Linked DNA regions of Mus musculus: regions 2 and 3 are each linked to region 1. Evidence: chromatin contacts called from public HiCAR-type and promoter capture Hi-C data. All regions are on one chromosome and are shown on one strand. The core of a region is the stretch at or near the end of the contact, and the rest is flanking DNA. Distances in the headings are between cores, read along the strand shown. Region 1 holds the start of Vps18 (VPS18 CORVET/HOPS core subunit). Region 2 holds the start of Eif3j1 (eukaryotic translation initiation factor 3, subunit J1). Region 3 holds the start of Serf2 (small EDRK-rich factor 2).

Region 1 (3,427 bases), core at 380-2,879:
TGAGGGCCTCATCCTATGAAACTAAACAAACCCTCTTGTCTGCCAAGTAAGCTAGATCCATAGTCTCCAATTTCATTAAAATCTAAACCTTTTCAATTCAACAGCAAATCCAAGGCTGAGGATGGAGCCCACGATGTAGCACTCACACAGTATCTGTGAGGCGCTGGGTTTGATTCTTCGGGTCTGGATCTTAATTTAGTCAACAATCCGCTATTAAATACTAGTAATATTTAAACACAAACTCACCACTCAGTGATTTGTATAACATCCGACTGTCCGCACACCGTTAAGAGATTTTTTTTTTCTCATTTTATAAATGTAGAAACTGAGCCATGAGAGAGTTCGTTTATGCAAATGTCTAATAAACATTCACTAGTTAGTTATTGGTGACTGCCCTGGAGCAGGTTACAGGTAAAGCTGGGGTTCCCCAGTAAGTTCCCTAGCAGTGCCCTGAGCTCAGTCATGTGACCTCCACCCCCTCTCATTTGGCTCCTCCTCTGTTCCCACCAGCCAGGTCTCCAGCTGTCCCCACACTCTCCTTCATCTGCCTGCCATACCTAACCTGTCACTAGGTCTCTGGTGCCTTCCTCTGAGATGGTCTCCCACTTCCCAGCTCTCTCTCTCCCGGATGGATACATAAGGCCTGTCTTCTGCCTCAGGTCTCATGTCCTTTTCAAACACCTGCTTCCCAGTACCAACATCAGATCTTATCCCCAGTTATAGCCTCCAGTGGATCACACGATAGCTTCCACAGTCTGCCCAAGGCCAGCCCCGCTTCCTCTCCACCCCATTACACGGCTTATAGGGTTTCGCTCGTGACTTTCCTGAAGACTATATATAACCCCCTTTTCTTTTTCTGATACTAGGGCTTGATCCTAAGGCTTCCCACATGCTAGACAAGGACAGTCAACATCACTCAACGTATAGAGTGCCTGGAAGTAGCCTGCTTCAGTTTTCCCGGTGACCCTTGCCTCTCCCCCTACACTAAGGAGCTACTATGAGGCAGCTTACTTAACCTGGCCATTGCGTTGTCAATTTCTTTCTGTTTTGTTTTCTGGGGGTCTGTAGCCCAGTCCTTAGTAATCCTCCTGCCTCAGCCTTCCCACTGCTGGAGATTAAATTTTGTATGGTTTTCTTTTTGCGGTGTAAGGAAAAAAAAAAAAAATCCAGGTCTTATACCCGCTGGGCAAGGTGCTTATGCACCACTGAGCCACACTTGTGACCCATTCAGCTACTTCCTCTGGAAGCTAGGGGGCCCTGGGGTGAAAGAAGGGACACTCAGACTGTTCTGCCTGTGCCTGTGAAGGTGGACTGAGGCAGCAATTCGATTGAGGAACAGGAGGTAGTGTGACAGATGGAGGAGCACCGCCGGCCTTTCAGTGACAGTCTGAGGGAGTGAAGTCTGAGCTGCGGAAGCCTAGGATCCGCGCAAGCCTGTTACTGGACGCCGCTGGGAAATCCCGGGCTGCCTCCTAGCGCCAACATGAGGAACTGCAGCAGCAGGGTGGCCCGCAAGCGCTCCTCCCCCGCCGCGCCGAGTCTCCGACAACGCCTCCTTGTGGAGGCTCAGGTGCCCAGGACTCCAGTTAACACTCGCGGCTGAAAAACCCGGAAGCACGTCATAAGCACGCGTCACGGGGGCGGGAGTCAGCTGAGCTGCCTGGGCGAGGTTGTGATTACCTGGGATCTGCTAAGGGGAGCCTATAATCTCTTGGGACTGGAGCTGGGGTGCAAAGCTGCGCCATGGACTAGTTGGGGCTCCTCGATCGTCTCGTCCTTCACAGAGAAAGCGAAAAGGGCCCCAGAATTTTTAAAAGGTTCTCAGGATCTGTCAGACGCTGGGGAAGCACAACTTGCAAATCCAGGACGACCGGGGTCCCAGTTGTGACCCCCAGCCCCCAGATCAGAGATCCAGAACTTGATTGCCATGGCGTCCATCCTGGATGAGTACGAGGACTCATTGTCCCGCTCGGCCGTCTTGCAGACTGGTTGCCCTAGCGTGGGCATCCCCCATTCTGGTAAGTTAGAAGAGGCCGCCTCTGCCCCTTTCTGTTATGGTAGCATTTACGGGGGAGAGAAGCTCTAGAGCTTGCAGCGTGTGTTTAGGATCTAAGCCCCAGGCCTTTCTTGTCTTGCCCAGCTTGTCATTGGTCGAAGTTTGAAAGAGCCACAGGAACAGCCTCGTGATCTAGGCCTTAACTCAAAGGTCCTTCAAAAGAGGGAACTTGGGCTCAGATAAGGAAGTACTTGTTACTTTTGTCTATAGGCTGCAGTTGGGAGAACTGAATATAGGTTCCAGGCTTCTGTGTCTTGTTCTATGGATTTTTTTTAAAGCTTTTGGAGTCTGTGTATGTGTTCGTTCCCACCAGACTTCATCTTGAGGTAGCAGAGGAGGCAGAATGAGCACTGAACTTGGTGGAACGTGAATGTTATAAGTGAAGGAGGGTCGATCCAAAAGGGAATTTTGTTACTGAACAGGAACAATGGAGATGATTGTCCCGGGGTAAAGCTGGCTGCAGTTTAGAGTGTAGGAGAGCAGCGCAGGGTTACCCACACTATGATGATATTGCAGCGGACTATCGAGAAAGCAACTGTAGCCTATGAACTGGACTGATAGGACTGGGTTCCCAGAACTCTCTACATACAATGGAGACTCACTGAACCATACTGTGTGGACAGCAAGGAAGGGACTTTAGTTTCTCTTGGCCAAAGACCATAAGGGAGAATGCCAAAACCATCCTCCCTGTACTGTCTCCCCCCACCCCCGTTACCACTGGGAACGTGCATATCATGATACAACCTCATCTCAGGCACAGAGAACCAATCCCTTACTACTGTCACAAGTGTGGGAAGAGCCCAGGACCCTTCCAATAAAGACAACCAGAAAACTATTTCATGTTGAACTCTTTATGAACCAAGACCCTGTGGGTAGGAATATACTTGGGAAGCAGAAGTATCAGCTAACACTGGGGTTTCTCTGGGTTTCTGGGTGCCTCACCCCCCTCTGGACGCCTTTTTCTCTTGTCTTCCCCACCTATAGGGTATGTAAGTGCCCACCTGGAGAAGGAGGTGCCCATCTTCACCAAGCAGCGGGTTGACTTCACCCCCTCGGAGCGGATCACTAGCCTCGTGGTCTCCTGCAATCAGCTCTGCATGAGCCTGGGCAAGGATACACTGCTCCGGTAGTATCTTTGGAGACTTTTAGCTGACTAGGGTCTTTTTCCATACTTAGCAAATGACACAATAGCTTTTCAGGAGATGCACTATTCCTTCCCAAAGAGAACCAGTGTGGTGGCTGAAGATCAGAGAGAACTATGTTCAGATTCCACCCATGCTGTTGAACGAGTCAGCTAATCATTCTGGTCTTTCAACAGGGGGAAAGGTGCTCTCAGCCTCCCAGAGTTAGCCACACAGATCATTGGGACAG
Region 2 (3,427 bases), core at 305-2,804, 2.7 Mb after region 1:
CTGGCTTAATTTGGGCTTGAGTTATCCTTGCAGAATTAATTCATTCGAGTTGGAAATCGCATAGCTCAGTGGTAATGCAAGGAAGGCAGAGGCTCTTGGTTTTATCCTATACTTATGTACTAGGTACTTTGTAAAATCATAAATGGATTTTTTTTTTTTTTTTTTTTGGTTTTTTGAGACAGGACTTCTCTGTGTAGCCCTGGCTGTCCTGGCACTCTGTAGACCAGGCTGGCCACCACGTGTGCCACCACGCTGGGCGGATGCTTTCTTTTATAGAGCGTCATCTCTCATTTTAATAATGCTGTCGAACAGCTGAGCGTGGTGGCGCACGCCTTTAATCCCAGCTCTCGGGAGGCAGAGGCAGGCTGATTTCTGAGTTTGAGGCCAGCTTGGTCTACTGAGTGAGTTCCAGGACAGCCAGGGCTACACAGAGAAATCCTGTCTCGAAAACAAACAAACAAACAAACAAACACAAAAAAATTGCGGTAGAACATTTCTTGAAAGACCACCTTATAAAATGTTTACTTGTAGACGAAAAATACACAAGAAACGGAAAGTACTAAGAATGGCTGATGTGTGTCTGTTTTTTTTAAAGACTTAAAACCTAAGCTCATGCCTTTAATCCCAGCACCTGGGAGCCAGCCTGGTTCACAGAGCGAGTTCCAGGACAGCCCAGGCTACAGAGAGAAACTTGTCTTAAAAACAAAGCAAAACAAAACAAAAAACTTTAAAAACAATGAATATATTGGAAAATCAGACAATATCTAAACTAGCTCCTTCCTTCTTAATGTCCTTACTGGGAAGCCCTGTGCCAAGGGGGAGAGAATTTTGCTCCTTTTAGGTTCTTTTTATCAGTTTACCTGTTAGAATGCACTCAGATGAGCACCACAAGCCTTCTCTCTACCAGAAATGCACCGGAGCACAAGTCACTTGGTTTCTCAAACTCCAGCTTCACCAGTGCCTACCGCGGGCAGAAAACTGAAACTTCCGTCGTCGTTAATGCTACCTTTTTAACATCTAACCTCATAATGCTTCTTTTTGTTGCAGCCACTGCACTGTGTCGAAATCTGTTTACATAACTATTTTGCTACTGTGTTGAGGACAAACTAGAATAAGCCTGGGACGGACCACGGAACTCCGAAATGTTTTCGCCAAAACAATCACCGTGCAGGACTTCGGGTGATCACCGGAAGGGAGAACCAGGGAGACTTGGAGTATACTTCCATCTCCGTGCCCGAATGCTAGGAGGCCACGGGATATCTGCCCTGTCCACTTCCTCCTCGCTGCTCGCCTGCTGCCGGCTCACGATCAGCCAGCACTAGAAGACCCACTCGCTAGCCGAGCACCGCCCGACTCACGCGTGCGCACTTCCTTTCTCTTCTCGCGGGGGGTGGGGGATGAGGGGGTGAGGGGTGTGGCTTGGGGGGACCAGGCTGGTCCGCGTCTCCCAGCCCAGCGTCGCCCCACCCCGCCCGCCCCGCCCCTGCCGCGCGCGTCGCCCGTGGGGCGGAGCCTCTGCCGGGCGCCCAGTCAGCCACTGTCCCAGCCTGCCCTGCGCGGGCCAACGAGAGCCAGCCCAGTGACTCACCTCTGCCGCGCTAACTCTTCGCAGCTCTTCCCATCGCACACGCTCACCCCCGGTTCGAGATGGCGGCGGCGGCGGCGGCGGCAGCGGCGGCGGGGGACTCAGACTCTTGGGGTGAGCAGAAGTTCCGGCCCAAATGCGGGCTGTGGCGGCCCCGCTCCCACGCGGGTACTAACGCGACTCGCTCTCTTCCGTAGACGCGGACACGTTCTCTATGGAGGACCCGGTGCGGAAGGTCGCGGGCGGCGGCACGGCCGGCGGGGACCGCTGGGAAGGCGAGGACGAGGACGAGGACGTGAAGGTAGGTTCGGGCCCGGGAGCCAGGCTACGCCCGTGGGCGCCGGCTGCGGGCGGGGAGATCGGGCCCCCGGGGCGCCGCCCGGGCCTGCGGGCCGTGGGTCCCGCGTGAGCTTCGGCCCGGAGGTTCCCTCGGCTGGACGGCCATGTGGGCAGCAAGGCGGCAGCTTGTCCGGCCGGACTCTGCGGAGGGTGGTGACCGCCTGGGCCCCAGCCCTTCACCGAGGGTCGGCTCTCTGGCCTGGAACCTAACTGGAGACGAGAAGTGACAGCAGCAGTCCGGTCGGCCCACGTGCTATCTTCGCAGTCCAGAACCTCTCACCGAAACTAGGCGAACAGATCGGGAACTCGGTTTCAGTGTTTGTCCCATATGGAAAGTCGTGGATCCGCTTTTCCTAGTTCGGCTCTCCCATGTGTCAGTAACTTAGGTATGATTGTGAAGGCCGGTAGCTCGTTTGAGCGATTAGATGGAGAAAATACATTGAATTTTCTAAACTAGAATTGGAGTAGTAAAACAACTTTTAGCTCTCCCTTCCCCCACCCTGTGGTAAGAAGGATGAACTGAGAGCACTGAGATAACCATCGGGTTAGTGGACAGAACTGTGAACTCTGAAAAACAGAGCTAACAGTTATTCATCTACACAGGGACAGACAGGCTTAGAAAAAAACCCCAAAGAGTTGGTGGTTGTGGTAGACCAGGGGCCAGTGGTTTGTTTGTTTTTTTTTTTTTTTGTATTGTAAATTCGAGTCCTATTCACCTTTATTGTTCTTAAAAACTCTCACGGGCTCATCTTACAGCTTTAGATATACTGTTTGGATTTTTCATTTTTACTCTGAACTTTGCTGAAGTGTATGTCTACTTTACCAGACAGCCTGAATTTGAGGAATGAAGTGATCTTTGTGTACATTGAAGTTAATAATGAAGTTAATAATAGTGCTGTTGACTGGCTACTTACGTGCTTTCTTTATCTATTGTATGTATACACTTGGGCATGGTTTGTTACCGACCTTATATTATCCTATCACGGCAGATTTTCAGTTTTGACTTTTCACTTTTCCTAGGAAGTAGAAGTTAGGACATCTTATAAAGTTAAAGAAGTTAAAGTTGGGCTGGAGAGATGGCTCAGCGATTAAGAGCACTGACTGCTCTTCTGAAGGTCCTGAGTTCAAATCCCAGTAACCACTAGCCACCCATCTGTAATGAAATCTGATGCCCTCCTACAGTGTACTTATATGTAATAATAAATAAGTCTTGGGAAAAAAAAAAAGTCAAGAGATGGGAGTAAGTTTAAAACAAAACAGGGGACAGTGGGGGGAAAGTAAAGGAGGCGGGAATAAATGCCAAAAGGTTGTTTAAAGCTTTCAGTAATGATGCCATGTAGTATCTACCTGGGGTTATGGAATGTAAATGGTGTCATTCCTGATGTTTATAATTCGTATCACTTAACAGTGGTTGTGGACCTTCCTGGTGCTGTGAACTTTTAGCTTGTATTTAACATGTTGTGGTGACCTCTCCCAAGCATAAAGTTATTTTTTGCTACTTTA
Region 3 (3,427 bases), core at 350-2,849, 2.2 Mb after region 1:
TTTCTCTGCATAGCCTTGGCTGTCCTGAGACAGGGTTTCTCTGCATAGCCCTGGCTGTCCTGGAACTCAGAAATCCGCCTGCCTCTGCCTCCGGAGTGCTGGGATTAAAGGCGTGTGCCACCACTGTCTTTTATTATCTTTCTGAGGCAGGGTCTGTCATTGTTTCTGTTGGATTGCTTTTGCTTTGTATTCCAGGCTCACTGGTCCTTGAACTTCCAGAAAATTCTCCCATCTCTACCTCTCTTCTCACTATGGGAGTAGTAGGATTACAGATAACACACCACCATACCTACCATTTTATGAGAGTTCATGGATCCAGTCCTGCGACCCCTTAATAAAGTTCCTTATGTAGTGGTGACCCCCAACCATAGAATTATTTTTTGTTTTTGTTTTTCGAGACAACAGCTGTGTAGCCCTAGCTGTCCTGGAACTCACTCTGTAGACCAGGCTGGCCTCGAACTCAGAAATCCGCCAAGTGCTGGGATTAAAGGCGTGCGCCACCACCGCCCGGCTAGAATTATTTTTAAACTGTAATTTTTCTATTATAAATCGTAGTGTAAATATCTGTGTTTTTCAGTAGTCTTAGGCGACTCTGGTGAAAGAGTGGAGTGAAGTCTCTGAATTCAGCTGCTTAGTGAAGGTACTGGACAGGATAAAGTGCCTCTGGTCAGCAGGAAACGCATCCTACTGTTCTGGTTCATGTTGGGGTTATTTCATGATAGTTTAGCAGAATTCCTGTTGTCTTGGACCTGGGAAGGGAGAGAAGGCTTAACTAATCTTTTCTACAGGGGGCGCGCGCATCTGTGATTCAGCAACCGAAAATAAAGATTTAGTTACCAGCCTGATTTCTCTTACAAACCAAATGTAAGGTTTAGGGGAAATGATACAATGTAGGCACGGTCGAGAGAGAGGAGAGAGGAGGAGAGAGGAGACAGAGAGACAGAGACAGAGAGAGAGAGAGAGAGAGAGAGAGAGAGAGAGAGAGAGAGAGAGAGAAAGAGAGAGATGCAAACTAATAAAATAGGAGCATTCCCTAATCTCGGTTCCTGAAGTAACTCCACAGTCAGATTCGGGTATGCTTCGTCACCCCCAAGGCACATTCAAAGTTTCTGTGGGCAGTCTTAAGTCCAGTTCAGTAGTGGAGATGTGCATGCAGGAGCTCTGGACTCAAGCTCTTGGGAAATGATTGCAGGATCACTTTATGACACACTAAAACTGGCTGCGCTTAGGGGCGAGGAAAGTGGAAAGGGGTTTCCTAATTGTCTGCGTATGTTTTCAGACAACTGTGGCAAGTGTTCGGCCAAGAGGCTCGGAGACCGGGGAACCGCACTAAGTTTAGCTCCAGAGAACTGATAGCACATAACCGGATGAACGACCTAGGAAATCCCGCCCTCACCCCGTCCCGTCCCCGCCCCGCCCCTCCCCCGCGTTCCTTCGGGGCGACTTTGTCAGTCAGTACCCTAAACTGTCCCACATGAGGTCACTTTGCCTAGTCACGTGCCCGGCCCCGTCGGAGCGCCACATCGCCAGCCGCACCCCTCCACCCCCCGGCCACGTGACCCGGCCTAGTTTCTACAGGCTGGGACCCAGCGCTCCGGGGAAGCCCCGCCCCGTGCCAGCGCTCCGCCCGCCGAGCTCCGCTCTTCGCCCTCCGGGACTGGCGCGTGGCACCGCACTCCACGTGTTTCCCCCTGCCCAATGAAAGCGGGCGCCCGGGCGTGAAGGGGCGGGAGGAAGAAGACGACTTGGTGGCGTCGCGCGAAGGGGGCGGGGCCTGCAACGTCGGCCCGAACGAGGGGGACGCAACGGAGGCAGGTTGGAGCCGCTGCCGTCGCCATGACCCGTGAGTGCTGGGACCTTTTCCTCTCTCCCTTTTCTTTCTGCTCTCGCTCCCCGCGCGCCCGGGTGCCGGCGTGTGCGTCCCCTCGGCTTCCCCGGCGGGCGGAAGGGTCTTTAGGGAGCGCTCTCCAGCTGCCTCCCGCCCAGCCGGAAGCGCAGCCCTCTGCACGCCGCCACTTGCGGAGACCCCTGTGTTGGGCGCGGGCCGCCGCCGGCTTTCCGCGCTGGGGAAGCCGGGTTCCCTGAGTGGTGGGCCCCGGCGCGTGCCCGTGAGGCCCCGGCGCGTCCCACACACCGCAGCAGCTGTCTGGGCCCCCGCGCCGCCTCAAACTTGACGCGCGCCGCCAGCAGTCTCGACCGCACCGTCCTCCCGCACCCCCAAGTTAACCTACCCCGGGCAGCCGAAGCCCCGCGATGGGGTCGGCGCTGCGGCGGGGGTTGGGGGGACGGTCGGGGTCCCAGTTGCGGGGAGGAGGGGCGCTGGTGTGTACGTGGAGCGGCTCCGGCGTCTCACTTTGTACCTTCTCTTCTTCTTAGGCGGTAACCAGCGAGAGCTCGCCCGCCAGAAGAACATGAAGAAGCAGAGCGACTCGGTTAAGGGAAAGCGCCGAGATGATGGGCTTTCTGCTGCCGCCCGCAAGCAGAGGTAGCCCCAGGGAGGGAAAAGGAAGGGTCGGGCCGGGACTGGACGGGGAGACCTGGGTTAGAGAAAGGGGTGTACCAGGAGAGAGAGCTATTGCAGGGTCCAAGTCTAGGTTAGATGTGAGGGGCAGAGTGCATTGCTTCCTCTAGGGTTTTATTTCCTCCCCACTCTAAATTGTTAGGTCACAGCCATACAGGAAGGGACTGGGGCGGGTCCCTGTCCGCAGGCTGATTTCTGCGGGCCTTAGTTCTGACCTTAAGGGCAAGGGCAGGGGCTTCACATATCAAGTGTAGTTGTTTTGACAGCCCAGTACTTTTGACCCTCCTTGCTGCTTGTCTCTCCTCCCTCTTCCCGACTTTCTCACTAGTGTTGTTGGGGTGTGGTACTTAGTACAGAATAGAGAGCCTTGGGCCTGAGCGGCCAGACTTCTGACCCCTTGGGCAACAGCCATATGGAGACTGATTGATTGCCTTTTGACCCTTAGCTCTGTTCCTCTTGTTCTCCTAGGGTGGGAATATAGCAGCCATATGCTGAACTTTGTCCCATCCACTTCCATCTTATCCTCTGTACCCTTCATCCCCTGCATCTTGTCCTTTTTGCCCTCTGGTACCTCCCAGTGCCCCATCATCTCTACCCCCAGGGACTCGGAGATCATGCAGCAGAAGCAGAAAAAGGCAAACGAGAAGAAGGAGGAACCCAAGTAGCCTTGTGGCTTCGTGTCCAACCCTCTTGCCCTCCGCCTGTGTGCCTGGAGCCAGTCCCACCATGCTCGAGTTTCTTCCTGTAGTGCTCACAGGTCCCAGCACCGATGGCATTCCCTTTGCCCTGAGTCTGCAGCGGGTTCCTTTTGTGCTTCCTTCCCCTCAGGTAGCCTCTCTCCCTCTGGGCCACTCCTGGGGGTGAGGGGGTTACCCCTTCCCAGTGTTTTTTATTCCTGTGGGGCAC

What was found. Promoter capture Hi-C pulls out the DNA fragments that hold promoters and counts their contacts. HiCAR-type assays count read pairs that join an accessible place to other places.
Region 2: a promoter capture Hi-C map of liver shows a contact between it and region 1, with 6 times the contacts expected there. The contact joins the promoter of Eif3j1 here to the promoter of Vps18 in region 1. A contact is called at or near these places in 2 of 39 promoter capture datasets (hippocampal neurons and liver) and 1 of 115 datasets of contacts at active chromatin or transcription factors (embryonic forebrain).
Region 3: a HiCAR-type map of astrocytes shows a contact between it and region 1, with 6 times the contacts expected there. The contact joins the promoter of Serf2 here to the promoter of Vps18 in region 1. A contact is called at or near these places in 1 of 115 datasets of contacts at active chromatin or transcription factors (astrocytes) and 2 of 9 other capture datasets (adipose tissue and liver).

What each region holds. Positions count from the first base shown.
Region 1 is chr2:119,287,113-119,290,539 of GRCm38.p6, forward strand. Vps18 (VPS18 CORVET/HOPS core subunit) reads left to right here and starts at 1,630. Exons shown (of 5, transcript NM_172269.3): 1 at 1,630-2,018; 2 at 3,041-3,182. The coding sequence starts at 1,928.
Region 2 is chr2:122,027,026-122,030,452 of GRCm38.p6, forward strand. It overlaps Eif3j1 (eukaryotic translation initiation factor 3, subunit J1), which reads left to right and starts at 1,555. Exons shown (of 8, transcript NM_144545.4): 1 at 1,555-1,699; 2 at 1,783-1,886. The coding sequence starts at 1,648.
Region 3 is chr2:121,447,599-121,451,025 of GRCm38.p6, forward strand. It overlaps Serf2 (small EDRK-rich factor 2), which reads left to right and starts at 1,600. Exons shown (of 3, transcript NM_011354.3): 1 at 1,600-1,843; 2 at 2,377-2,485; 3 at 3,123-3,427. The coding sequence starts at 1,837. The coding sequence ends at 3,186.